Linked DNA regions of Mus musculus: region 2 is linked to region 1. Evidence: chromatin contacts called from public Hi-C data. All regions are on one chromosome and are shown on one strand. The core of a region is the stretch at or near the end of the contact, and the rest is flanking DNA. Distances in the headings are between cores, read along the strand shown.

Region 1 (5,733 bases), core at 2,112-4,611:
GACATAGTAGCTCCAAGGGGATAGATATAGTGACTGAGTAGAAAGACAGATGCTGAGAACCTAGCTTGATCTTATCAAAAAATGACAGACCTGAGCTGTCTACATTAGTTATTAGCAAAATCAGAAGGCATGGGAAAGCAAGCAAGTAAAGGGACCACACACACACACACACACACACACACACACACACACACACACACACACACACACCATGAAGGAGACAGGTGAGAGCCACTTGGGTATGTGTGACAACCTAAGAAACAAGAAAATGTCCTGGCGTGTTGAGTTGTAATTACAGCATACCAAGTGTCTAATGTGTTCTAGGCACTGTTTCAAGTTCTTTACACGTTCTATCCATGCACATGGCATGAAGTGCATGGATAGTCTTAGTTTTTTAGATCAACTGTGATCAGGTCTCTCAGAGGCAGCAGGTGGCTGAGGGACCTACACAGTTGAACTTCAGAGGCCTGATCTTGCACATCTTCGCTAGGCTGCTTTGAGAGGCAGCCAAACCAGTTGGTCAAAGTGTAGTAAGAAACAACTGCCTGAAACAGAGAGGAGATGCAGCTCACCTAGAGCAATGGGGGAACAGGTAAGAACATTTTCAATGTGGATAAATGAACAATGGGAATAGCAAGTGAATGGAAGAGATCAGGCTAAACCGGAACAGGATGGTTAGGCTTCAATGCGGAGGTAGGGTTTGCCTAGCAAGCATGTGGTCCGTGTGCGGCATCAACCAAAAAAAAAAAAAAAAAAAGTAAAATAGGCAAAAGGCTGTGATGATCACCTTGAAGGAAGAGGTAGCAGGCATGTCTCTAAAACTGATTTGGTAGGAACTGCTAATTAAGGAGGGCAAACAGGGCATATAGTTCAAATAAAATGTCCAATAACAGAGGACTGAACATCAATCAAAAAAAAAAAAAAAAAAAAAAAGCATTCGAGATGCTACAGAAGAAAATATCCCAGAATTAAATGAAAAACTGAATCTATAGCAAGAAAAAAAAAATCAGTTGTGTCGTCTCAGGAATTATATAGAAATTAAACTCTAAGCCACAAGCAGATTGAATCAATCCCTTTAAAGGCTAATAAAATTCTTCTGAATGCCGATGTGCATTCAGAGCCCAGGGATTGATCCTCGGCTCTGAAAAAAGTTGGAAAGGAAGGAAGAAGGAAAGAAAAAATATTTTGAGAATCTAGCAGGTATCGAGGGGCGGGGGTGGGGGTGGGGCTGGAGATTAGCTCCCTTTGGCAGAGGAAATGGGACCACATAGTTTGACAGGAAATGCAATGCCAAAACACAGAGGAAATGCCCTGAGGAACAGGATATGAGACATGTTTGAGGCCAAGTTGTATGCAGATCTAAGGCAGCAATTTCTTAAATATCAAGCATGTGACTGCTACCCAGTCAGGAGGATGTAAGTTCAGGTCCCCAGTACCTATATAGAAGCCAGGTATGGTGCTCGTGCCTAGTACCCCTCATGTTGGGAAGCCAGAGACAGACTGATACTGAGGGCTTGCTGCCCGGCTGGGTAGCACATGCAGAGAGCTCCAGGTTCTGTGAGAGACCTTGGCACAAAAACATAAGGGGGAGTGACACACAGGAAGACACCTGACATTTACCATTTACCTCTAGTCTCTACAGGGGCGCGGGCGCGCGCGCGCACACGTGCGCACACACACACACACACACACACACACACACACACACACACCATGCATGCACACAATGCCCTAGACTCGGTCATATATATCAACAACATTGAATTCATATAAATATGGGACTGATGGTAAAGCATTGTTGAAATTATGCTTGCAAAGGCAAAACATTAATTTCAGCTTGGACCAAGCAAAGTACGTAACTGTAGAAAGACCCTGGGGCTGGTCCTGACATTCCTTTTGTTCCATAAGATTTTCCCCTGCTCTTAAAATAAAAGAAGGAATCATGCTAAGTATCCTCGAGTTTGAAGAGTCATTTTAGTTTATATGATCTTATTTGCTATTCCAATGAGTAAATGAGCCTAGGGGTGTCTATAATTGCTAACAACATTTATTGGATGGCATAGGGGTGTTAGATGATTTGAGGTTTTAGTGAGTGTATTTTTCTGTATCATGTAAATGTTTCTGAATGAAATGAATGCCTTTACAGAATAAAGCAGTAAAGTCTCCCTCTGTCTCTGTCTGTCTCTGTCTCTGTCTGTCTCTGTCTCTGTCTGTCTCTGTCTCTGTCTCTGTCTCTGTCTCTGTCTCTCTCTCTCTCTCTCTCACACACACACACACACACACACACACACACACACACACACATACACACACACACACACACACACACACACTAATTTTGAAGTCCTCTTTGGCATTTCCTGAGAGAGCCTTGGGGAAGGAGTCCTAGCTTGCAGGTGCAAATGCTAAATTCCGCCTTTGATCACAGCGGCAGCACAAGCAGGTGTCTAGATGCCGCCCTGGACTCTGTACATCCGCACAACAATTCTGTGTCAATCAAAATCAAATACATCATATTAAAGTGCCCATCACCATGAGTGCTCTTTCCTGCTACTCCTCAGATGAGCTCAATGTCTCCTCCAGAGGTGAGAGGCAGGCTGTGGGCAGCGGGTTTGGAGGGTGGGAAGTATGCTCACTGAGTTTTGAAAATGCGACAGTGTGGGTGCGGTGAAAGGGAACTAGGTTGCTCGCACTGCTAAAAGGTTTTGTGTTTTGTCTTTTCAGTTTCCTCCTCAATCCCAGAGAAACTAGAAGGAGAAATCTTCCCGGCAGGCGAAAGGTTCCTTTTCTAATTTCCTTGGCTTTCTCTCTCGCCGGTGGAGCTTCAGCTGTCATGGCGCCTTCGTGACCACTTGCCTTTTCTGTTTGGGAGGCAGAAATGATTTAGGCACCGACACAGTGGAGGGACCCAAATTTGATTTTGGCTACTAGATGGCTTAGATGTCAAAAGCCATTTACTAATGCCAAAATGGTCAATGGATGTGACTTTTTGCCTACCGGCACGGAATCCCCATCAAGGTACATGACCATAACGCTCTCTGTGACCAGAGGCATTTTGCTTACAGCCTCTGTTTTCTTCGTTTTAGAAAATTTGTAAAATGGACACATATTTGTACGTTTGGGGGGAGAAAAGAAAATTTAAAATTGAATCAGAGACACTGGAAGTGTTTTAAACTGTTTTTGTCTTTTGGTCGGCACTCAAACGGTAAAATAGCAGTAAAATAGACCGTCCTCTAGAGGAGAGTAACTAGTTAAAAGGATTTAGAAAAAATAAATAAATAAAAGGAAATAATTTCTCTATGCAGCTTGTGGTCAGCTAGAGGAATTTGCTGTTACAGAAGGTCAAATTGAGACACGCCTTCCTTGGATGGCGATCGGGGCCATGGAGATGAAGGCCATCCTAACTGGGGGGAAGGGAGGCAGTGAGTGACCCTGGGTAGCTGGCAGTGTCTCTGATGACAGCCTGCGGGAAGGAAGAAGATGTCCAGCTGGAGGATGGAGCTACATTTCAGCTCACACTAGCAGCAGGGATTTGTATGTTCACAGCAAGAATCATACTGAGGAGCTGCTCATTAAAACAGAGAAGCTGCTTTTGTTTCAAGGCCGGACTTGGCCTTTGGTCTGCTCTGTGGGCTGATTCTCTCTGGCCATGTGGTGGTCACTGTTTGTCAGGTATGTTCTTGGACGTTTCCTGAAGCCGCTGTGAGATCTTCGCACCCCATGCAAAGCAAAAGGAAAGCGCTCCCAGGCTTCTAAAGAAAGCCAATGTGAGGAAAATAAATAAATGTGCCACCTGCTATGCTGGTGTACACTTCTAGTACCAGCATGAGAGGAGCTGAGACAGAAGGATCATGGGTTTGAAGTCTGTCTAGACTATATAGTGAGATCATGCTCAAAAATCAATAATAATCTTTTCCAACAAGATGGCTCAGCGGGTCAAAGGACTTGTTGCGTGCATTGGTTAGTTTTTGTCAATGTGACACAAACTAGAGGCAATTGGGAAGGCAGAAGCTCAACTGAGCAATTGCTTCTGTCAGGCCGTCCTGTTGGCCAGCCTGTGAGGCCTCTTCCTGGTTAATGATTGATAGGAGAAAGCCCAGTCCACCGTGCATGGTTCCACCCCGGGCAAGTGGTCCTGGGGTGTGTATTAAGAAAGCAAGCTGAGCTGGGCAGTGGTGGCGCACGCCTTTAATCCCAGTCTCTAAAAACCAAAACAAACAAACAAACAAACAAACAAACAAAAAACTTTCTTCTATGTCAGGGGTTCTTAACTTATAGGTTATGACCACTTTGGAGGTAGCATATCAGATCTCTTGCTTGTTATCTATTTACCTTTTAATTCATAAGAGTAGCAAAATTACAGTTATGAAGTAGCAATAAAAATAATTTTATGGTTCGGGAGGTCAGCACAACCCAAGGAACTGTATGTGTTAAAGAGTCCGAGCGTTAGGAAGGTTGAAAACCACTGCTTTCTCGCTTTGTCTCTAGTTCCTGCCTCCAGTCTCCTGCCGTGAGTTCCTGCCCTGTTACCCTCCATGATGGATGACAGCCTGCTAGGTAACATAAACCAAGCTGCTTTTGATCATGGTTCTACCCCAGCCACAGAAACCAAACTACATCTGCTGTGCAATTGGACCCTCATTTCTACCAGATCCCATGTGGAAGAATCAAAGTTGCTCTTTCCCACGCGTGCTGTGGCACATGTCCTTCTCACCACACAGACCCAAACAAGAGTGTTAAGTAGACAAAAAGAGTCTTAGAATACACATTAATTCTATAGCCCCGGGAGGACAATGGGCTATGGGCATGTAAAAAGTGTGTGTGTGTGTGTGTGTGTGTGTGTGTGTGTGTGTGTGTGTGTATTTTCTAAAGCATCCTTAGAGCCAGCCACCCTGTAGCACTTTCTGGAGCAGCAAATTCCCCAGCTGCATCCCGGATGGGCTGTATGAGGTGTTTTGCATGAGCAGTGCAGGGGACAAGCTACCTGCACTTAAGCACCTTGGGGAATTATGACCCTGAGGCCGTTTTGGAAACCTGTGGGACAGGAGTTTATCAGTTTGTAACCGGTGGGATTTATGTTGATTAAACGCTCTCTGTTTAATGCAGATTGTGACTTGGTAGGTTGGGGTGGGGATCCACGACTCCATTTCTGAGCATCTTCCAGGAGGATGACACTAAGCAGCAGCCTGTCTTTATGTTTAAATTGGTGTCTAAAGAAGGCATAGGAACCTGGATGTGGCAGCGCTCTTGGTGTGTTGACAGTACCTGGAACTCTTCCCACCACGCCGATGATCTGGAAATGGAGATAGATGGCTTGCTTGTCTGATTTCCCTGCGTTCCCTGGCCAGGCTGCCTCCTCAAGGCCTTTCCTTCACTCCCGGAACACAGCCTGGCCACAGGGAATGGCTTATGACACAGTTGCTGGTGAACAAAACTGGACCCGGCTGAAGATTTGCATAAGCAGCTTGGAAAGAATTCTCAATGGCTCAGTCGCAAGACAATTGTCCAACGGGTTTTGGGGATGGAAACAGAGTACTTGTGCTATTTTGGGCATAGAAAAGTAGTACTTGGTACTTGAACTGAAGAGGAACAACTGAATTACAGTAAGATGGGAAGTTCTGTGTGTTGTGAACTGGACACTGAAGGTCAAAGCCAGAGTGGAGCTGGGGTCTCTGAGTTGAGGATGATTCTTGGAATCTGGGAGCTAAGGAGCTCTGACAAATGGCTGTATTC
Region 2 (5,733 bases), core at 1,951-4,450, 120 kb before region 1:
AATTTTAATTTTTTTTTAAAAACAGAGTTTCAGAGCAGAACAACCTTGAAACAGTACACAATGGAACCCTAAAGGCCCGGCATTGCCATGCCCAGCTGGGGATCTCAGCCAAGGCTAAACTACTTGTTTTAAAATTTACTTGATAATGTGGAGGGCTAGAAAGAGAATATTCTGTGATTTTAATGCCAAGAAGGCGAGAGACCATTGTGAGACTAGCAAGACACACAGCATCCACCAGGGGGCAGATTAGGCCCAAGGAAACCAAACAGATCCTTGTATCTAGCAACCTAGCTCTTGTTTTCTTAATTCCAATACTTTCTTTAAAGAAATGGGAGAGACGGGACAGGGAGATAGCAGGGCAGGGAAGGGGAGGAGAGGGAACAGAAGGGGAGGAGTAAAGAAAAAGTAAAAAACAAAACAAAGAAAAACAAATCTGCTGGTAAGTTCTATTGAACCAAACGGCCTGCGTGGTGTCACTGCCCAACACTGGAGAAGCAGAGGCAGGCCAAGGCTACAGAGTGAGACTGGGTTTCAAATACAAAACCACCCCACCCCACATTCTAGTGACGAGTCAATTCTTTTGCTTTTGAATGGGGTCTCACTACATAGCACTGGATGGCCCTGGTAAAACAGACTACCCTCAAACTCTAACTCTGAGATACTTGACCCTGTCTCCAAGAATACTAGGATTAAAAGTCACCGTGCCTGGGCCACAAATCCATTCACAAAGACTCTTGTGGATTCATTTAGCTACGTAAAGTTACTTTCCCTTTTTTAGTTGTTCAACACAGGGTTTCTCTGTGTAGCCCTGGCTGTCCTGGTACTTGCTCTGTAGACCAGGCTGGCCTCATCAACTCAAGAGACTCACCTGCCTTTGCCTCCCAAGTGCTAGGATTAAAGGTATGCACAACCATCACTCAGCTGGTAGCACGTTTTTATCCCAGCATTCAGTAGACTGAGATAGATATATGTATCCTGAGTTCCAGGCCAGCCTGAGCTACATGCGTAGAGCCTGACTTACAAAAGCAAAACAAACCAGCAATCTTACATGATGTTTGAGTCACAAGTCAAGTTCCCTTATTAGGCACGCTATTGCTTATCCACAGTGGGTATCCTCACTTGGACGGACTCTCAATTATCATGATCCCTGTTTGATCCACTTAACACACTGACAAGCTACTTCTGCAGCCTCACGTTAGCTTTAGCGTTGCTACAGTGACCGAGAAGAGAACAAAGTCCATCTCTCCCCGGGCTTTGGGGGAGGGGAAATCAGTTCATCCATCCATGTACATGTCATGTCTATTTGTTCAAAAGAGAAAAAGCAGGGGAACCTCCCACAAGTACAACGGCCGGATCCTGCTGTATGAAAACGGTATGGTTCCTGCGATGGTCGGTCATTAGAGCATGCTCACATCACAGGCTGCAAAAGGGTCCCATGCCTTCATGCCTGGCAGTGTATTGTTCACTGATATATTGGGCAGTAAGAACTCATCTCAGCCATCTTTGGGCATGCTCTCCCTAGCCTGGGGTCTGCGGTAGGACCTCCACTGGTACCCCTCCCCCACAGGAAGAGTCTCTCCAATCTGGGGAGAGGATGGGGGGCGGGTACAGCCTGCTCGCCTCAGATCCAGTCAGTCTCCACCACCTGGGAACTGTCCTCCGATTACCTGGTTGGGTGTCTGACCAGGTCTGTCTGTGTGACTCGGGGCTACAGTGTTGGCAAGCTTGATTGGCTTGGGGTCCAAAAATGACAGACGGCACTCTCCATCTGTCCCTGTGTCGTACTGTCACAGAACTTGAAGTCCTGTGGGTATTCATATACTGCCCTCCCCCCCAACCAAACTGTTCTTCCCATTTCCTTCCCTCTTCAAATAATAGAATTATTTTGTCACAAGTTGGGGCTAGAAAGCCTTGTAAAACAGCTGTCAAGATCATTCACAGTGGCAGTTCTGTGGCCTGTCACTCCTCAGTCACTGTCATGTCCCATGAGTGGGTGCCTGGAGGGACACGTGAATGAAGAGCTTGGATATTCCATGGAAACCTCAACACTTCATCACATCTGTGTTGGACATCATCCAGACCGGACTCGCCACTCCTGCCACAGCCTCTCAGAGCAAACAACAGGCTCCAATAGGATATATGCAGTGGGCCAATTTGCATTCATTAATAATTAACATGTAAGAAGCATATAAAAATGTACTCCAGGTCTTTTTAAAATGCCATTCTAGGTGGGAAGGGTTGTCACGGTGGGGGCTCCGGTTACTTTATTTTCCGAGTAAGTAAGAACTGGGTGATCCTGGAGGCTCAGGAAGAAGAAATGCTGTTTGAGAGAAATGTGAGCTACACAGTAAAATCCTGCCTCAAAATTAACTCAAGACAGAAAAGTATACAGACAAGTTAGACTTGGCTCCAACAGGCATGTGATATCTAACACAGTTAATTTAAATAAACATGCCCTTGTACCATTCTCTTAAGGCATGCACAGCAAGCTTTCTCTCTCCACCTAACTCATAGGTAAACTTTAGGATAGCGGTTCTCAACCTTCCCAATGCTACAACCCTCTAAAACAATTCCTCATAGTGTGGTGACCCCCTCCCCCCACCATACAATTATTTTCATTGCTACTTTGTAACTGTAATTTTGCTACTGTTATGAACTATAATGTAAATACCCATGTTTTCTGATGGTCTTAGGCAACCTCTGTGAAAGGGTCCTGTGACCCCACTCCCACTCCAAAAGAGGTCCTGACCTATGCGTTAAAAACTACTTGCTTAACGGGCATTCCCATTATTAAAAAAAAAAAAGACTCTTAAAAATATTTCTTAAAATCAGGATATTGTTAACTAAAGTGATTTCTATGTATATAGTAGATTTCTTCTACAGCACAGAAAAAAGAAGTCTTGCTCAAAACATTCAAGCATTGTGACTAACATCCTAAAATACGTAAAATATTTCAAATATCAAAGAGCCACTGAATAGACAGATTGACAGTGCTTCATCTGTGAAATGGCCAGAAGAATAATGCAAGATAATTGGGAGTAAAGAGGGAAAAATGGGAATAAATGATCGAACAAATGAATGAACGGAGGGCCTATGTAGGGCAAACCGCCAACCCACACAATCTGTCTGCAACTGAGCGCCCTCAGCAGGAGCCAGGTTGGCTGGAGCGCTCTCCAGTGAATGGTTTCTGTTGGGCGGGGCAGACAGTCGGCCCACCCCTGCTCTCTGCTCTGGCTCACCTGATGAGGACACATTGGTTGTCATGGCGCTTCCACAAGCAGCGATAGCATTCGTTGGCAATGGCGAAGATGTGCGGTGGAAGCTCGCCCAGGTGGCACCTGCTGTACTCCTCCATGGTGGCGCGCTCGTACAGGCCAGCGATGGGCTGGTAGGGGTTCACTGACGCGATGATGGAGCCGATGTAGGTCTGCAAGCAGAGGGGAAAGATCGGGCAGCGTTACTAGGGCAGTTAGACCTGGCTTGGACCTGCACATCGCCTGCTCTGCATTCTGCACAGGGGGGCGGGAGCGATCCAGCGAAATGATCGTTTCACGAGGCCTCGGCACGCACTGCACTGCCCACGCTGTCCGTACACCCTGAGGTATATAACCTCGGCACTGCGCAGATGCACGGAGCCGGTTCAGAGTGGGCTTTCGGAAAGAGGTCAACGGTGAACTAGGATGGCAATGAGCCCAGACCAAATCCCTGTTCCCAGGTGACCTCCCTAATCCCAATCCTTTCCTGGCACAAAGCCCAATAGTTCCCGTTCCCTTCCTCCACTCTGTAGCTGTTATGAAACAGCAGGTGGCAAAGGCAAAAAATAGAAAAAAGGGCAGAGGTGGGGTGGGGAGAGGGTACGGGAGCTATTGAATGAGCAGTTTCTGTGTGGAGAAACTTGTGGAGGTCAACTGCTATTAATGCATGGCACACAGCACTGGGCATGTCTTGGAAATGGTTAAAGATCATCTCAATGACAAATCCTATGCCAGGGTCTATCAGCCACAGGTTTTTTGTTTTGGTTTTTATTTTGTTTTGTTGTTCTTCAAAACAGGTCTTTCTTTGTAGTCCTGGCTATCCTGAAACTCCCTGTGTAAGGCTGGTCTCAAACTCAGATCCACCTGTCTCTGGCTCCCAAGTGCTAGGACTAAAGGTGTGTACCACCACTCTCGGGTATACAGCCACAGGTTTTTGAAGCATCCTTCCTCAGACCTTCCAGAGCAGTACAGCACAAGCTAGTTCCCACTGCTTAAAGCCACCGGTTCCCTCCACAGAGACTGGCACTTCTGCATCGAGGCCCCCCAGTTTTCCAGGGTCACACACATCCAGTAAGTCAACACAGGGAATCAGCATCCCTGCAGGACCCTCCACCCCACCCCAGGGGCACACCTGCTGTGCCTTTACAAGGACCAGCATGTCTTTCTTTCCCCATGTGTTAAAACCCTGACCACAATGCCTAAGAATAGCACTATACTTGAAGACAGGGCCTTTCAAGAGTGATTAATTTAAACTTGGGCTCTTAGGGGTATCTGAATCCGATTCCGCCCAGTGTCTTTGTAGGGAAGGGACAGCTGGACACACAGAGACCCCATGGACGCACACTCGGAAGCTGGCCAGTAGAAGAATGCAGAAACCTGATGACGACTCTGTTCCTAGACCCCCTGGCCCCTGGAACCATGGCATTGTGGGGTGTTGTCCCTGAAGTCTAGGCAGGCCATACCTGGGTCTAACCCCATCAGCGTTCAACATGACCCTAGGAAATATGCAGTTCTGCATTTTTTTCAGGAGAGGAAACTGAGGCAGGAGGCGAAAGTTTTGACAACAGCTACAGCACCAGTACATGGTGGAGATGAGATCCAATCCGAGACCAGCCAACCTAATTCTAGAACCTTCTATTACCAAGGGGGACAGCCAAGGTAGACAGAAAGTCCTAGTGTTCTGAGAACATCTGTACATCATTACAATCTAAGTGATTTAGATTCACACTAACTGCCAGGAACACCAGGCAAAGTGTTATATCTCCAGTGCAGCTTTTTAAATATAAAAACGTCTAGGCTGGGAAGTAATTTAAACCAAAAAGATTTAAAACATAAGTGGCATTACCGTGGCAATTTCACTCTTAGGTTTATAACCCAGAAGAACGGAAAGCAGATACTTCGATACATTGACGGCAGTATTACTCATACAGTCAAAGGTTGTGAAACCCAAAGGCCCATTGTCAGGCCACAAGAGAGCAAGCTATGGTACATCCATACAATAGAATACTCTTTAGCCACGTAAAAGGAACACAGTAGTAATTACATAGATGCTATAATATCAGTGCGTAACATTTGAAAGCACACCAAGTTAGAGGCACCAGATTCTTCCAAAACAGGCCCATCCACAGAAACAGGAAGACAGAGGCTTTGAAGCTCTGAGGTGGCAGAACTCCCACGGGGGAGGGGCAATAGGTGGCCAGTACCAGGTTTCCCTTTGGGGTGATAAGGATACCCAGGGACTAGACTGAAGTATGGGCTCTTCAACATCACAAATGCACTAGATCCCAGTAGTCTGTAGACTTAAATCTGATGGGCTTCTGTTAAGCAAAGTTCCCCTCCGTTAGACAAATGACTTATTTTGTAAGTAACTGTGCCCGGCTTTGGAAACGGAAGTCTACTTCGCTTGGTCAGGCTCTGTAGGGGAAATTTAGCCAGAAAGGGAAAAACAAAACAAACCAACCAACCAAACAAACAAACA

What was found. A called contact is a pair of places that touch in the nucleus more often than the background predicts.
Region 2: a Hi-C map of cerebellum shows a contact between it and region 1, with 1.7 times the contacts expected there. The contact joins two enhancer-like sites. A contact is called at or near these places in 2 of 15 datasets of contacts at CTCF or cohesin (CD8 T cells and embryonic stem cells), 6 of 484 Hi-C or Micro-C datasets (cerebellar granule neurons, cerebellum, embryonic stem cells and 2 more), 6 of 115 datasets of contacts at active chromatin or transcription factors (embryonic stem cells and stem cell-derived neural progenitor cells) and 4 of 9 other capture datasets (adipose tissue, embryonic stem cells, liver and 1 more).

What each region holds. Positions count from the first base shown.
Region 1 is chr15:25,587,834-25,593,566 of GRCm38.p6, reverse strand. No RefSeq gene overlaps it. Among named protein-coding and RNA genes, the nearest start is that of Myo10, 32 kb to the left of the region's middle. Within about 2 kb of position 3,361, at least 46 of the 459 cell types and tissues checked have an H3K27ac peak or open chromatin away from gene starts, as enhancers often do. A contact at or near this core is called in cerebellar granule neurons, cerebellum and liver, where this site is marked.
Region 2 is chr15:25,711,723-25,717,455 of GRCm38.p6, reverse strand. Myo10 (myosin X) reads right to left here. Exons shown (of 41, transcript NM_019472.2): 4 at 3,240-3,427. Among named protein-coding and RNA genes, the nearest start is that of Myo10, 92 kb to the right of the region's middle. Within about 2 kb of position 3,200, at least 58 of the 459 cell types and tissues checked have an H3K27ac peak or open chromatin away from gene starts, as enhancers often do. A contact at or near this core is called in cerebellar granule neurons, cerebellum and liver, where this site is marked.